2 separate regions of the Drosophila melanogaster genome follow, and region 1 is linked to region 2. Evidence: chromatin contacts called from public Hi-C data. All regions are on one chromosome and are shown on one strand. The core of a region is the stretch at or near the end of the contact, and the rest is flanking DNA. Distances in the headings are between cores, read along the strand shown. Region 1 holds the start of RasGAP1 (Ras GTPase activating protein 1). Region 2 holds the start of rhea (rhea,).

The links. Hi-C and Micro-C count contacts between places; a contact is called where the count stands out from the background.
Region 1: a Hi-C map of the Kc167 cell line shows a contact between it and region 2, with 2.1 times the contacts expected there. A contact is called at or near these places in 3 of 107 Hi-C or Micro-C datasets (the Kc167 cell line, the ML-DmBG3-c2 cell line and the S2 cell line).

What each region holds. Positions count from the first base shown.
Region 1 is chr3L:9,853,790-9,861,084 of dm6, forward strand. RasGAP1 (Ras GTPase activating protein 1) reads right to left here and starts at 1,496. Exons shown (of 5, transcript NM_168382.2): 1 at 876-1,496. The coding sequence starts at 1,023. It overlaps CG10809, which reads right to left and starts at 6,100. Exons shown (of 2, transcript NM_001169932.2): 1 at 4,549-6,100; 2 at 3,594-4,274. The coding sequence starts at 5,700. The coding sequence ends at 4,624. iPLA2-VIA (calcium-independent phospholipase A2 VIA) reads right to left here. Exons shown (of 8, transcript NM_168385.2): 7 at 7,211-7,295; 8 at 6,428-7,148. The coding sequence ends at 6,916.
Region 2 is chr3L:8,542,802-8,549,904 of dm6, forward strand. rhea (rhea,) reads left to right here and starts at 2,200. Exons shown (of 17, transcript NM_001274658.1): 1 at 2,200-2,288.

The DNA of each region.
Region 1 (7,295 bases), core at 246-2,745, 1.3 Mb after region 2:
GTGGATGGCAGAATGGAGAGGAAAAGTGAGAGAGCGTCATTCATTCATTTGACCTCTTGCCAATATATAGTAGGCCATTAATCGATGCTCTTTTCGCTTGTTGCTTTTGATAATCATTCATAAAACAGACACCTTCGTATTGAGAAAAGTACACCGAATTCGAAAATTCCATTCATAAAAAAACCCACACATTGTTGCTGGGATCTCTCTGCCGCTTGTGTGTGTGCGTTTGTCGCGTGTGTGTGAGCATGCGCTGGAGCGTCTCACAGACACATGCTTGATTTCCGATTCATTCACAAAAAGGGGCGCATTCAAAACTGCGGGGGGTGTGCTGGGCGATGAAGGAGGAAGAGCGGTTCTGGGGGTGGGTCAAGAAGCGAATGCCGTAACATTCAGCCTGGTCATCCATTACTTCTCAAACGGCAGCAACAACAAATGTATTGCACTGCTGCTGCACGAAAAAAAAACACACACACACAGGGAAAAAGGCAACAGAAACACACACGCACAGAGCAACACGCGAGTCAGAGCGGGACAGCATGCTTATACACTTGAACGCAATATGCATTTCTAGAACAAAAACACATTTGTTTTCTCAATTAATCGACTTTCTTTGCCTCAACTCGCACAAATTTCGGTTTGCCATTAGATTACACAACATTTTGGAAAACTTTTAGACATATTCTCCCGATTCTATGTTGTTTTCTGCTTGGAAGAGGCTCCGCGGGGCAAACGGCGACGCTGTCAAAATTCCAGCACACTTTGGAACATAAAAAACGCACGTTGCTGCGCGTATTTCACTCAACGTTCATGCCACGCATGTTCTTCGACATATTTTTGATGTTTTTGAACGATTTCGCACTCGATTTACATACCAATTTTCACTTTTAATTGCTCTTCAATGCGCACTTCGCGTGTATCGGCCATTTTGTTGTTGTTGCTGCTTGGCTCGACGGCGACGGGCGAGTTAATATTATTGTCGTCTCGCTCGTCGAACATATAGCGCTTCTTCTTCAGCAGCATTGTGCGCTTAAAGCAGCCAGCTTTTTGTCAGCTACCCACTGGGGAACTTGCAACACGCGATTGGAAATTTATCTAACTCCTTCACTCGATCTTCACGAAACTTTAATAACTCGAAATTATTTGTTTTTCTTTAACAGGTTTATTAGCCGGCTATTTGCATTTGAATTTCATCACTCGCTGCAGCGTTGCATTGTGCATTGAGCTGGTGTGACGGGAATATGAGTCGATTTGCCGCTCACGAAATGCACTTTCCCTGTTGCTTCAGGGCTCGACTGATTTTAGTATTTCGTTTTAACTACAAACTGTTTTTTGCACGCACTAGCAGACGTGGGATTATATTATCGAAGTATGGAAAGTAATTCGGTTGCTTGAATCAGAATCGCAAAAACTTGGTTCTCCGAGTTTATTTGCTTTGCGGGTTTACACGCATCCGCGAACAACCTTTCGAAGCGGAATCAGAACTAGAGTGACCGTAGCGAGACGGTTGTATGACTCCAACGAATTAGTGTGACCTTAGCACGGTGCCCCGAAAATACCACGGGAAACGCAAATGATTAATGTTTGCTTAATAATTTGTTTGAAGCAGATATGTTTTAAAATAATTTTTTTATTTTATTCAACAACGGCTTATGCTTATTAAGTTAAGCACAACAGTAAGGTTTTCATTAAAAATGTTTAAGTTTAATTTCGATATTTCACCAGTTCTGGCTATCGAATATATATCGTTAGCTCCAACAAACAGTTATATATTTTGTAATTTATTTAAAATTGATTATTATTAAACACTGAATTTTTGGTTTTTTTTATTTTAACTTGAGGTTTAATTGATGTTTTTATTAATTCCGATTGGTTTTTAGTTGCTTAACTTTGAAACACACTCCGAATTACGAACGTGTTGCAGGTCGGCCGAAATGGAACTGAATTAAAATTTCCAAGCGGCAAGTGTACACATGCACCTCCCAAAAATTTTGTGAATGAAAACGCACACACGCAGCAGCGGTCACCTACACTTAAACACACACACATGTTGCACCGGCGCCACCAACAGCGGAAACAACCGAAGATCGCCGGCAGAGAAAGTCGAGGCATATGCGACTTAAGAAGGGCGGTACAAAGCAATAAAAAACCCTGTTTTGTTTATGATCGATCGTTAAGGAATTATATCAGAAAGCAATGTTTATTTTTAAATTCAACCAGTTTAAGATTCATATCTATTCCAATAACCATGTATCAATAGCTAGTTATGCTTAGCAAAGTAAGTAAAAATCAAATGCCCGGCTGTTTATACCGTAGCGCACATTACGTGGGCGTTCTGGATCGCAGACAGTCCACAGGAACCCGAGGAACTACATAGTACACACATATGTACATTAAAAGTACACAAATATTCAGAAACAAGGCAGTGAAATGTGAAATTCACACGGCATCCGGACAGCAACGCCGCTTATGTTTTTCTTTACGCATATGTTGCTTCTGCTCCTTGCCTTGGAAACCACATGCATCACAACAACAACAAGAACAACAACTGGCAGGGAGAGATCAACAAGTGAGGCGGTGCATCTTATCACAACTGCCGCCAATAAGTGGAAGTGGTCGGGTCAACATTTCGGATGGTTGCTCGGCTGGGTTTCATTGTTTTCGTATGCCCTGCATTTGATCTAGTCACTTCAACTGCACTGAGCAAAATAATTGTATATAAAATAAATTATAATTGTAAATACTATAACACAGTTATAGTTTATAGTAATTGTAATAATTTAAAGAGACTTATCGAAAATTAACATTTCCCTTTAGTATATGCTTTTAAAGTGTATCATAATATTTGTTAAGAACGTTCACAATGCTATTTTCTGTGTAGCGTGCGTAACGACCATTTGAATATGTTGATCATTTCGCTCAACGAAACGTAACCGACGTGGGAAGAAGAGGAGACAGGGCTTTTCTTCTTTTTTTCCGTTTCCAGCTGTCCACTCGATTCCTCCTCCTCCTCCATTTGCCCCGCCCACAAAATTCGAAGCTAGGCGCAGATGTTATAAATATAGTATTTTGTGGCATTTCCATTCGTATGAATGGGTCTACGAGTTTCGGTTTCAGGTTTTTGGGCCTGTTTATAAACCCACTCCTCCCATATTTTCTCATATTTATGTCCGGAAAAGTGTTTTGGTCATTTGTCTAGCTTCCGTTATTATTTCGTTATGAATGAAAAACCCATTTGGACCGGGTTTTTTGATCTCCCTAATTTACAACATTTATTTAGTATTAACTCGATCTTGACGTCAATATGGGTTCGTAAACTTCGTTTACTATTTGCGTCGTGAACAAGTTTCTTAAAACGTTTAGTTTTTCTTATCCACCTCATGTTAATGTGAAGTTTACACATAAATACTCATAAAAGACCCCAATGTGGGTTTTCCTAATCGCACTTTGAATACATTTAAACGGCAAGAGGAAAAGGCTGTTAAATAGATTTATAGATGATTTTCAAGCTTCGATTTTTTTTGTTGAATTTATGGATTTTAAAATATATACCAATCAAGGGCAATTAGTATATCAAAACCGTTTGTCATAATGCATTAATAGACTTGGCAACACCAAACTTATGTTAAAATGAAGTTTCAAGTTGTATCTAAGTAGAAACGTTTTCAGTTTGATTTTCTGAAAAGGATTTTCTAGATTATTTGATTGTCAGATCCTCACCACAAACCAGATTCACTCAGAAGTCCTCTCAGTTATTTAGTTACAGATTTCGGCTTGATCTGCGGATTAAGTCAAATGGCCGTTTGGTTTTTCGTTTATTGTTCAGAGAGTGTTTACACGCATATGGTTTTTTTTTTTGTTATAGTATACAATAGACACTTAACGATTTCCAAGTAATGTAGTCATTTAGTTAAATGTAATGTAGCAAATTGTTAGGTGTCCTCTTGAGTTGCGATTGCATCATTATTACATAACTTGATTTCTTTTTGTTTTTGGCGCGCTAAACGTAAAGCTTAAAATGTAATCATGTTTGTTGATTGTTTGCATAAACAATAAGCCTTAAATGAAATACTTAATAAAAAGATCGCATAAAACAATGTGTGTTTTCTTTTGTGTGTGGGTGTGTATGTGTGTGCTTGTGTGTTTGAGAGCGTTGGTCGCATTTGGCAGCTTTGTGGGTTTAGGATCGGGCGCAGGATCTCAATCTCCTCCAGCTGCTTGTCACAATGCCAACTCCAGCTCAACGGCAGCCAAATTAGGAAACGATAAACAAACTGCAACGAAAAGAAAGCAGTTGATTAGTATCACTAGTCTGAAAAAATATTAAAACCAATATTCCGAACCATTTGACATATAATTAAGGTATTGTAAACATTATTGCTTCTAATCTTGTGAGTGACTAAGATCACAAATGCTTTGCGGAATGGCAAATGCGACGTCACATGCTTTATAGATAACGTTTTTAAAAACACAACTTGGGGTTTCATTATTTGTATTGCATATATGTATATTTGTATATATCTGTAGACTATTTGTTTTCATACTCACTTTTTTCTCAACTCATCGAACGCAATTTGGGCCAGCCTGCGGTCGGGTTACCCTGGCGTCCAGTTTACGTCCCGTCTACTTGTTGTTGATTGATAGCCGCTCGACACTGGCGAGCAGCTCATCGGCGGTCTGGGATACGACCTGCTCTTGGTCATCGCTGGTGCTCAGGTTCTGCAGTCGCTTCTCCAGCGCGGAGAGATCCTCCAGCTCGCGCTGCTGCTTTACCATGTAGCGTAAGATGAGCGTGGTCAGCATGCACATGTCCTCGAGGATTTTGGCCGTCTCCGGCGTAGGGTGATCGTAACGATTGCGCAGCAATCTTAGCTTGGCCTCGGCGAGCTCCAGCGGTGACTTGTTGCTGCGATCGTACATGTGGACACTGGCGCCGCCCTGGAGCAGCACACCCACCACAACGTTGAAGTTATTGGAGCTGGCCGAAATCACAGCCAGATGGAGTGGGGTATTCCCCAGCGAGTCGACTACATTTGGGTTCGCTCCGTACTTTAGTAGCTGCTGGACAATGGGTATGTAGCCACGACAGGCGGCCAGATGCAGGGGACTACGATTGTACTCGTCGGCGGCATTTGGATTGGCCCCACCCTCAAGGATGCGGTTGAGCAGCTCGATGTTGCAGGTGGAGGCGGCGGTGCGCAGTTTGCGGCCATTTGACTGGACGATTATGTTGCTGTAGCTGTAGGAGTGCTTTAGACGCTGCATTCGCGGCCGCATCTTGAAGCTTTTGCTACCCGAGGGCAGGGTGCTTGGATGAATCAGGCTGGGCAGATACTCGGCATTGGAGGCATTTGGATTCAGCGGCAGGGGCGGCAGATGCGGCAGGGCAAAGTGCTCGCCCCGATCTCTGCTCAGCTGGAATGATGCATTCGTGCTGGGGTTTGAACTCATGTTCAGGTTGAGGTTGATGTTCATGTGGGGCCACTCGCCGTGCGTGTTGGGCGACGATGTGGGCGTGGGCGGCATTGCCGGTGGCGGCGGCGTTATCATGATCCCCTTGGAGGCGCTGGTGGGCATGGGCATCGGTGTCGATTTGGCCAGTACCATGGCCATCGACATGGGCGATGGCGGCATCGACATCTCCACCTCCTCCTTGGCCGACTCCACGCCGGAGGAATCGTTGTTGGTGGCCGCAGCCATAGCTTGGTCGCAATCGGATTGTGTGCCCCGTTGCCAGTGATGCAGTGCGTCTGTGTTCCTGGTTTCAGTGTTTGGGCCTAAGGCGAAAAAACTCTTCCCATGCACGCGCTGCTTATTTTCCTGTCTGTATTGTTTGTTTATTTTTGCTTCTTTTCCTGCCCACTTTGGTCACTCTGACCACCCGTTATTGGTGTGACCCTGCCGTCCCTGAGCGTATTAATCTTGATCTGCAATGGTTTATCTTCATCTATTGCGTTCGTAGTCCTCGTTTTAAAACACTTTGACTCACTTTGTTATGGATTTTTATGTGTTGGGACGCAGAGCAAAAATTCTTGGCTCGTCTGTATTGTTTGTATTTGTTTTGGCCTATCGATACATACATATGTCTAGTGTGCTAGCTATCGATTGGAAGAATGGAACTTCTGGCGAGGACACTATCGCGATTAGCCAGCCCTGGTAGGCTAAATATTTAAACATAAAAATATTTTAAAAAACAATTATAACATTTTTTAACATCCAGTATTGTAGTCTTAAAAAAATATTTTAATGTTTTCAGCTTTTCATTTCTCTGCCATGAAGTTAAATTTAGTATTCAACAACTAAACCCATTAAGTAATTAAACCAATTAATCTTATAACCTGCAATCTCAAGATCTATAATTTAATGTATGTTAGCTTCTGGACCAGTACTACAACTATTTTAATGGGAATTCATTAAAAACAGGTTTAAACACTTAAAAAGTTTTATTCAAAATTCGTGCTCGACATACTACATACACATTCATTTTCTAACAGAGGCACGGAATGTTTTTATCAATTAAACGACTCAATTGGAGGGTTACGTACAATAAAATACATGGCCGATTATAATACATTAAATAAAAGATTTTCGAAATTAATGTGCTGATATGGTACCCTCTTAAGTCCAATAACACAATATACAAAGCGTATTTCGTTTGCTAATCCTGGAGATGAAGCCTCGGAATTGGAAAAATTAAGGATAATCACACAGATTCTGTTTTGTAGCCAAGTGGTGGGAGGATATCGGTGCTATTGAGAGTGGAAGTCCCAGCGAGTGAGCTGATTTAGACCTCAGAAAAGGTGCTTAATAAAAACGAAGAGGGTTAAACGAGTCTAAAGTACACGGACATGAATCGAAAGGATCCCTCGAATGAGAGATCTCTACAGCAAATGCGGTCTAAATCCGTCTTGCATGCTATTTTAGGAAATTGATCATCTCGATTATCTTATTCCGATTGGCGTGCATATACGCCTTAGTGTGCCACAGCATATTGATCAGTTTTTGGTCGTCCTTTTCGTCCATGGCGATGTCCTCGCTCAGCTGAGGATTGAACCTGAAGTAGGGTATGCCAATCGTGCTGCACCAGGCGCGAGCTCTGTCCACTACTCTTCCATCGGAGCAGGTGGCCTGGTCCACTAGCAGATTGCCTAGCAAGGATATGCATTTGATTAAGAAAGCACACGAGTATATTATAGATAAGGTGCCTTACCAATGGTAGAGATTCCGTAGGCCAGTTTGGCCGTATCCCAGATGCTCTCCGGCCGGAAGACATCAATGTCCTTAAGTTCAGTCAC
Region 2 (7,103 bases), core at 950-3,449:
CGAGTGCTTCGAATTTGTGGGGAATTTGTCGGGCAATATGAAAACGAGTTTACGCCTTTCCAGAATGCTAAACAAATTGGGGAGAAAGGACGGTTCACTTTATAATTGTGAAGCAAATCGAATTTAAAGGTTTCGAAACGAATTTCCCAACAATTGTAAGCGGAATCTACACTAAATAATACATTTATTTCTAAATTAATGGGTATTAAGAAATGGATATGAATTTATTTCCGTTTTTTGTTTAGCAATAATTTCTAAACATTTTGTAAGTGTCTGGTACTAGTTTCTAAAAACAGAGAAGCAATTACAAATTTCAAGCAATTAGTTCTTTTGAAAACACTCAAACTTCTTGTCATCATAAATTTCTACGTTTTTCAAGTTTTTCTAGTTTTTGTTGTACTTAAAATATGAAAAAAACTTATTATATTTCAACCAATTTATTCGTCTCCAAAGAGCTCAGATTCATCCGCAACTAGAAACCAGAAATGCATTCGGAAAACTACAAACTCAATTAGATGGCCATAAATCTCCGGCAGAGTCAAGAACCCTCTAAATTTTGGTTGATAAAATGCCGAAATTATCACGGCCCAAGCACATGATATATGGGCATTCGGCTTGGCCGGTTTAACCCATTAGCCAGCCGGAAGATCGCTCAATTAGCGTTGCTCCTCGCTGCTGGTCAGTCCCAAGTCCCAAATCCCAAGTGGGTCACTCGAGGAAAGGATTTGCGAATCGGGTTTTTATTTGCCATTACCGAAAACCAAACTCCCTGGCCTCTTTGTTGGGCCAACAAAGTGACATAAATCTTGGCGAGCGCTGGCACAAACTCAACCGGAACTAAAGCAATGACGCAGCAGGAGCACCAGGACACATGTCGATGCGTTCTGCTCATCCATTTCGCTTGCTCCTCCTTGGCCAGCAGTCATAACGGGCGTGTGTGTAAAGCGAGTGTGCCAGTTCCGAGATTTATCGGCCCGAGGGGTGAGTCCATATCTGCACATCCTGCATCTTCTATCTGCGTATCGGTTTGGCAGGCCTCGAATCGCGGGACATCAATGCTCAATGCCCAATGCCCAATGCCGGATGCCCAGAACGACAGGCGTTCGATTGAAATTAATTGAATTTGCGCCCAAGCCACGAACTTGACTTCGTTTCAAGAAATTTCTCAAGCGCGCAGGGGCGGGCATTGTGCACAGAGAGAAATTTTTATATGAAGAATATAGTGTTTTATGTATGAAGGTTTTCTGAAAGTTCGCTTTAAAATGTTTCTCTTGAAATTTCCAATAATTAAATTCAAGTTTGATAGTAGCAAAAGGAATGTTTATCCCCCCCTTTGATAATTTTGCAACTTGTCTTTAATTACTTCTCATTTTTTAAGAGTGTTGCGAAAGAAGGACCGTGGACGCTTGTTTCCTGTTTATGCTCGAGATGTTTTGCAGCATAAATTACGCGTACACATATACCCATGTATTCGCGCATATGATATCCTTGACAAGTCGAGAAAGGAGAAGGGAAAAAAACAGGAACATTAAATTTATTTTTATTTCGCTGCCTTATAGGGAAAGCAACCCCAGTGAAAGGGCCCCCAAAGACGCGCGCTATGTGCGGTCCGTTGACTTTGGCGAAGTCATGAATTCGCTTGCTTATTTTTATGATTTTGGCTAGTTTTTGTTTTTCGGCCCTTAGATTGCTCGTCTATTTTCTGAGGGTTGTAAGTTGCACACTTGGTTGCCCTCCAATCGCCGAAATCAAAACGGAAACGATGATCGTCTCGGAGAAAATTCAGGAAAGCCAGACAAATTTATCAAGTTTGTGTGGGGGTGCGCTTTGGTGGGGCTTGTAACCTTCATTAATCATGTGGATATGTTGTTTTTATAGGATTCGACTACAAATCGCTTAATCTTTAAGCCTTGTTTTAGTTAGACTGCATTAGTTGGGGGTTTTATTTTAAATTTGGCGCTCATGCCTTTACATTTGGGGTGACCCTGCACTTAACAGTCTGCCATTGGCATAACAGCTCTGTGTGCAGACTACTTTTTGCTTGCCGTAGTAATTTCAAATATTATAGAAGTATAGGCAAACTATGATTAGAACTTGTAAATTTATATATTTTTTATTTATTTTGTAATTATGTGACCCAAACGCTAATTGGTTCCGATAGCCGCAATGACTTATCGATAGCTGCTTGACGCACGGTCACACTGTCTTAACTACGGAATATTTTGTAAAGTGTTAGTTTTATTTACTCGATTTTAGCTCTCTTTAAGCCCTTTTCGCCGTGTGTTTCTGTAAGTTAACCAATGTTTAAAACCCCAAGTGCACAAATCAGTTTAAAGCCCCTTTCCCGCGGCATGAAAACGCGTCAAACAAAGCCAGTGGAGATTCAGCTGCGGCCTGGCCAACAAGAACTCATTTCGATTCGTTCGCACATTTTGTTGTTGCCGCCTAGTGGGTGCTCCTCCGGGGTGGAGTCATCATCGTTATCCCTACCCCCAGTTGTTGGCGCCGACTGTCCGGATTTTGGTCTCTCCCACATGTCCCGCACATTTGTTTTTGTCGGTCACGCGAATTCCGCCCTTTTAACCAAGTTTCCAGTGTAACAACAAAAGGGGGCAAAAAAAGGGAACGCCCGCATTTGTATGTTTGTTCGTTTGTTTGCTTGTAAGCATCGTCTACGTTTTATGCTAATTAAAGTGCAACATTTTTTTTTTAGCCAAAGCTGCGAATATAATTCAATTAACGAGAGTCCAACTGCGACTGCCTCGCATTATCAGCACAGCAGTTGGTTTGGTTTGACGGCTTTATCTGAGCAGCTGGATGAGCGTGCAGAATAGCATGGTGTATATGTATATGGGGTACATTCCATACGCGATAAGATAACCCCCGGTTGCTGAAGAAGAAGAAGAAGAAGCGCCGGATTCGCGGGAGTTGGCAATTGCCTTCAATTCTCAAGTTAATTGTGGAGTTAGCTGTGCAACTGCAACCCTCAAAGATCCGAGACGAGGACCCACAAGACTCGTGCCTACATCCCGCTGTCAGTGGCATAGAGATTCACTCTTCCCGGGATCAGGCCCTCAATTGCGTCAATAATTGGACCTAATTGAAGTCAACAGGCTATTATTTTGCCTCCTTTGTTTATGCACGTTTTTGGAAACTGTTGTATTCAATTATTTCAACTGAGATTGAAATTTCTCATGTATTCTGTTTGTGTAAGAGTTTTAAATGCAGATACTTTCCTAAAAAGAGACTGGTCCTGTTTAGATTATAGTATCTATAGAGATTTGAACCCATAAAGATTACGTTAATATTGTTGATTGTTTAGAAGCATTCCTTTTGGGGAATAATCTAGTCCGTCAAAGAGTCATTGATATTATAGATAAGAAATGTTTGGGTCATATAACATCATCAAAACAAAACGTCATTACCAAAACATTTCAAAATACTAATACTTACAACGCTCCAATCGCTTGACTAGCTTAGCCCTTGAAAAGCAGGAGTAATGTCCATTTCTTAGAAAACCCCATGTGACTAAGCGCACTTCCTCTTCCAATTTCTCGCTTCCTCTCTGCTCACTTTTGAGAAGAAAGAAAGAGCCATAAGTTGGGCAACAAAAGATTAGTCACCACTGGCACGGGTCCATCACCTTGTGGCCACTACCTTCTCCTCCGCTGCCCCTTCATTTCACCGCCCTCCCTCTGGCTGGCACCTTTTGTTTTGTTTACATTTGCAGACGGCGATCAGGAGAATCGGAAGAATCAGAGAGGAGAGAAGCCTAGCAGCAGGTGGCTCTCTTCGCGGCTCTCCCATCTGTTGCTCATGCTGCTCACACTGCCCATGGAACCGAGCGAACCACTCGCTTCTATGGCCCGCTCATTCGAGTTTCGTCCGTCGTCGGTGCCAATTCGTTCGATTGTGCCGCGCCCGATATCGCTATTGAAATATATATATATATACATATATCTACCCATATATATGTATAGGCGATTCGTACATATATGAATATCGCATATCGTGCATATCGTTCAAGTTCAAATATCAAAAGAGTTTCCAGCCCAATTGTGGGAATTAAAGAAGGTATATACATGACGAGAGTGCGCGGTCATAAGTGTGTGACATATGGTGTTATTTTTATCCATTCCGAGTGGAATATGTGCCACAAAAAGGCAGTTCCATTGTGTAACTAAGTTCAAACGCCAAATGCACGTTGCGCCTGCGCGATGCGCGCCAAAAACCCATCGGAAAACCCTTTTCCCCATTTCGGATGTCGAGCGTTTTAGAAAACAAGCTGAAAATTACCTCATCGCGCTGCCGGCGCCAGCGTCGACGTCTGCCGTTTGATGTCTGCCCCTGACTACGCTGGTCCACAGAGAAAAAATTTGGATTATAATAGATCACTAGGCTATATCTTATGACGTGCTAGCGAAATCTTAGGACTAGTCAGATTAGCATAATTCGCTTTTCACGATGATGCTTTTTTTTGTATTTGTATATGGATATAAACCTGAGCAAAGGGTTCCATTCAACAACAATGTATAGTATTTGATTATGTAATCAAGAAGTACTGCATTATTTATATTACTGTTTATCAAAAAAATACTATATTATTCTCTGTGTACACAAACATATAGATATTTCATTCTATATTTCTTGCTTGCCTAGCAGCTGGCGGCTGGCCTCCCACTCCCCTCCTCCACAAATGCGATTTATCTTTAAGATACAACGTACGCTAAGATTTGTTTGGTATCTGTACGTAGATTTATTGTTTTTTTTTGTTACGCTCTTTCCTCGCTCTTCTCTTCACCGATTTAAATATCTCGCGTCTTTCGATGTTTTGTCATAATTTCTCTGGCTTTTGTCCTGTTTTCTACACATTTTTTGTCCGATTGTTTGGCAAATTTCGCCGTCGCTCCATTTTGTGGGCGTATTTTGTATATTATTTATCCATTATCTCGAAATGTCAATGCGCTCGTTTAAAGCTGTTGTTATTTTCAGTCTCTCTCACTTTTTCGAGCGTTTCGACCTTATTAGCAGTGGGCTTCGGTTTTGGAATGCCCGCCACATAAACACGCTTCGGAAACATAAAGAAATCGAGATCGGAGCTCATTTTCACTCCATGCTCCACTGTGTGGGCAGTGCATCGGCTCCACATCTACCAAATATTTCGGACGTAGACGTGGGGACGCTCAGCATCCGCCAAGATATTAGTACACTTCACAAATATTAATGCTCAAAGATCTAAATATCATTATCAAAACATTAAAATATGAGTTTCTTATTTGGAGAATGCATGTTACTTTGTTCTTCTGGAATTCTGTTTTCTACTGACCCATTGTCGTTCATAATAAATATTTCAACACTTTCATTTTCTCCTGATAAGATCTTTACTACATGTTAAAACACTCGAAGGAAAATAAGTATGAGAGTGTTCCAATTTCACCATCTTATCTGCAATTCGATTTCCTCCTCAAAACTCAACTCATGATATATGTACCTATTTCTAGGCAAGCTGATATCAGTAATGTCTTTATACTTCATTGTTTGTATATTTGTATCCGTACAATCCAATGATAATAATCCACATGTTTGGAATGTTGCTTAGACCTCGATTTACTATATATTTATAAGCTATTTATAGCAATTATCCAAAAAGTATTACCCGGAATTTGTTAAGTGATCCGCGTGCACATTCGGCTCGGCTGGAGCGGCAATTCATTGAGCAAACTGATTTGTAACTCGGTCACTGGTGGAAACACTGGTGGGCAGCAGCTTGTGTTGCCCATTTTGGGGCACGTTTCGATTGCCAGACAAGTGACTGCATTTTCCACTTGTATCTGTTGGATAGTTTTTTTTTTCATGGTTTTGCATACTTTTCGTTCGCCGTTTTATTAATTGAGCTGTATTCATTAATTCTTTGCTTTGCTTTGGGGCGAGACGAGTGCAAAGGTCTTCCACTGATCGCTGGCCATACAACTTTCGAATACGAGATTGATGTCCCGGGGATGTTTACGCAGCGAGGATTACTTCATAATTTCGGGACTAATTGAATTGGTTTTTTTGGGCAAGCGTGAGATGGGAACTTTTTGATTGCTTGGTAATGTGAAATGACACTAAAATAGGGCGTGAAAGTTAAAAGTGTAAAAATCGCTTATGAACCGTTCAATATTTATTCACCCATGTTACCTCTGTTATATATTTCGATTTTTCGCCCATTTGTTCGATTTACTTTTCAAGCTCAATTAAAATAAATTAAGCCACCCGTTCAACTCGTTACAATATCGAAAAAAAAACTACTGGCGGCAACCAGAAGAACAAAAGCAAAACGACCAGCGTAATAACAATTAAAAAATAAAAATAACAACTGGTGTGTGTGCTCTATTTTCTTAACGCCTCAGCATTTTCAATGGTTTTGTATTGCACTTGAGATACATGAATGCATACATGCTGAATATACATTGGCTATATATAGCTACACTGGGCAAACAAACCATCTACAATATTATTGATCTTGTGTAGAAGTCCTAAGATAACACTCAGATATGTTGTAACTTAGGTTCTGTACCAAAGTCGTATATCTATTAAGATATGAAGAACATACTTTTCTGCTTAGCGGTCATGTTTTCCCTACAACTATGCAACTTGATAAACGTTTTTGAGAAAATCTTAAATATTGTTCTCTCTGTACAACAGATACAGCTACTTGGGGCTGATGTGAGTTTATGTGGGCTTAATGCTGCCGCACACATGTTTCGCTTTTTCACCGGACCTGAATCAAACAACCGAAATGCTAAATAAACAAAATGGGCCGCAGAACTCAGAACTCGTAGATGATTCCATATTGAGTTCGATTGGCCGTAGCGTATTGTGGAATAGTTTATTGTTTTGGAATGTTTCTTAATAACGCGGAACTCGAGTGGCGGAGGTGGAAGCACCGACCAGAAACGACCGATCTGAATCGGAATCTCGAACATTTCCATCTCGACTCAACTCGATTTCACTCGATTCGCATTCCGTTTTCGCACGCACACTCATCGTTGAGTCATTAAGAATCGCTGGCAGGAAGGAGTAGAGATGGAGCCCCTTGTTTACTATTAATGCTGATAAAG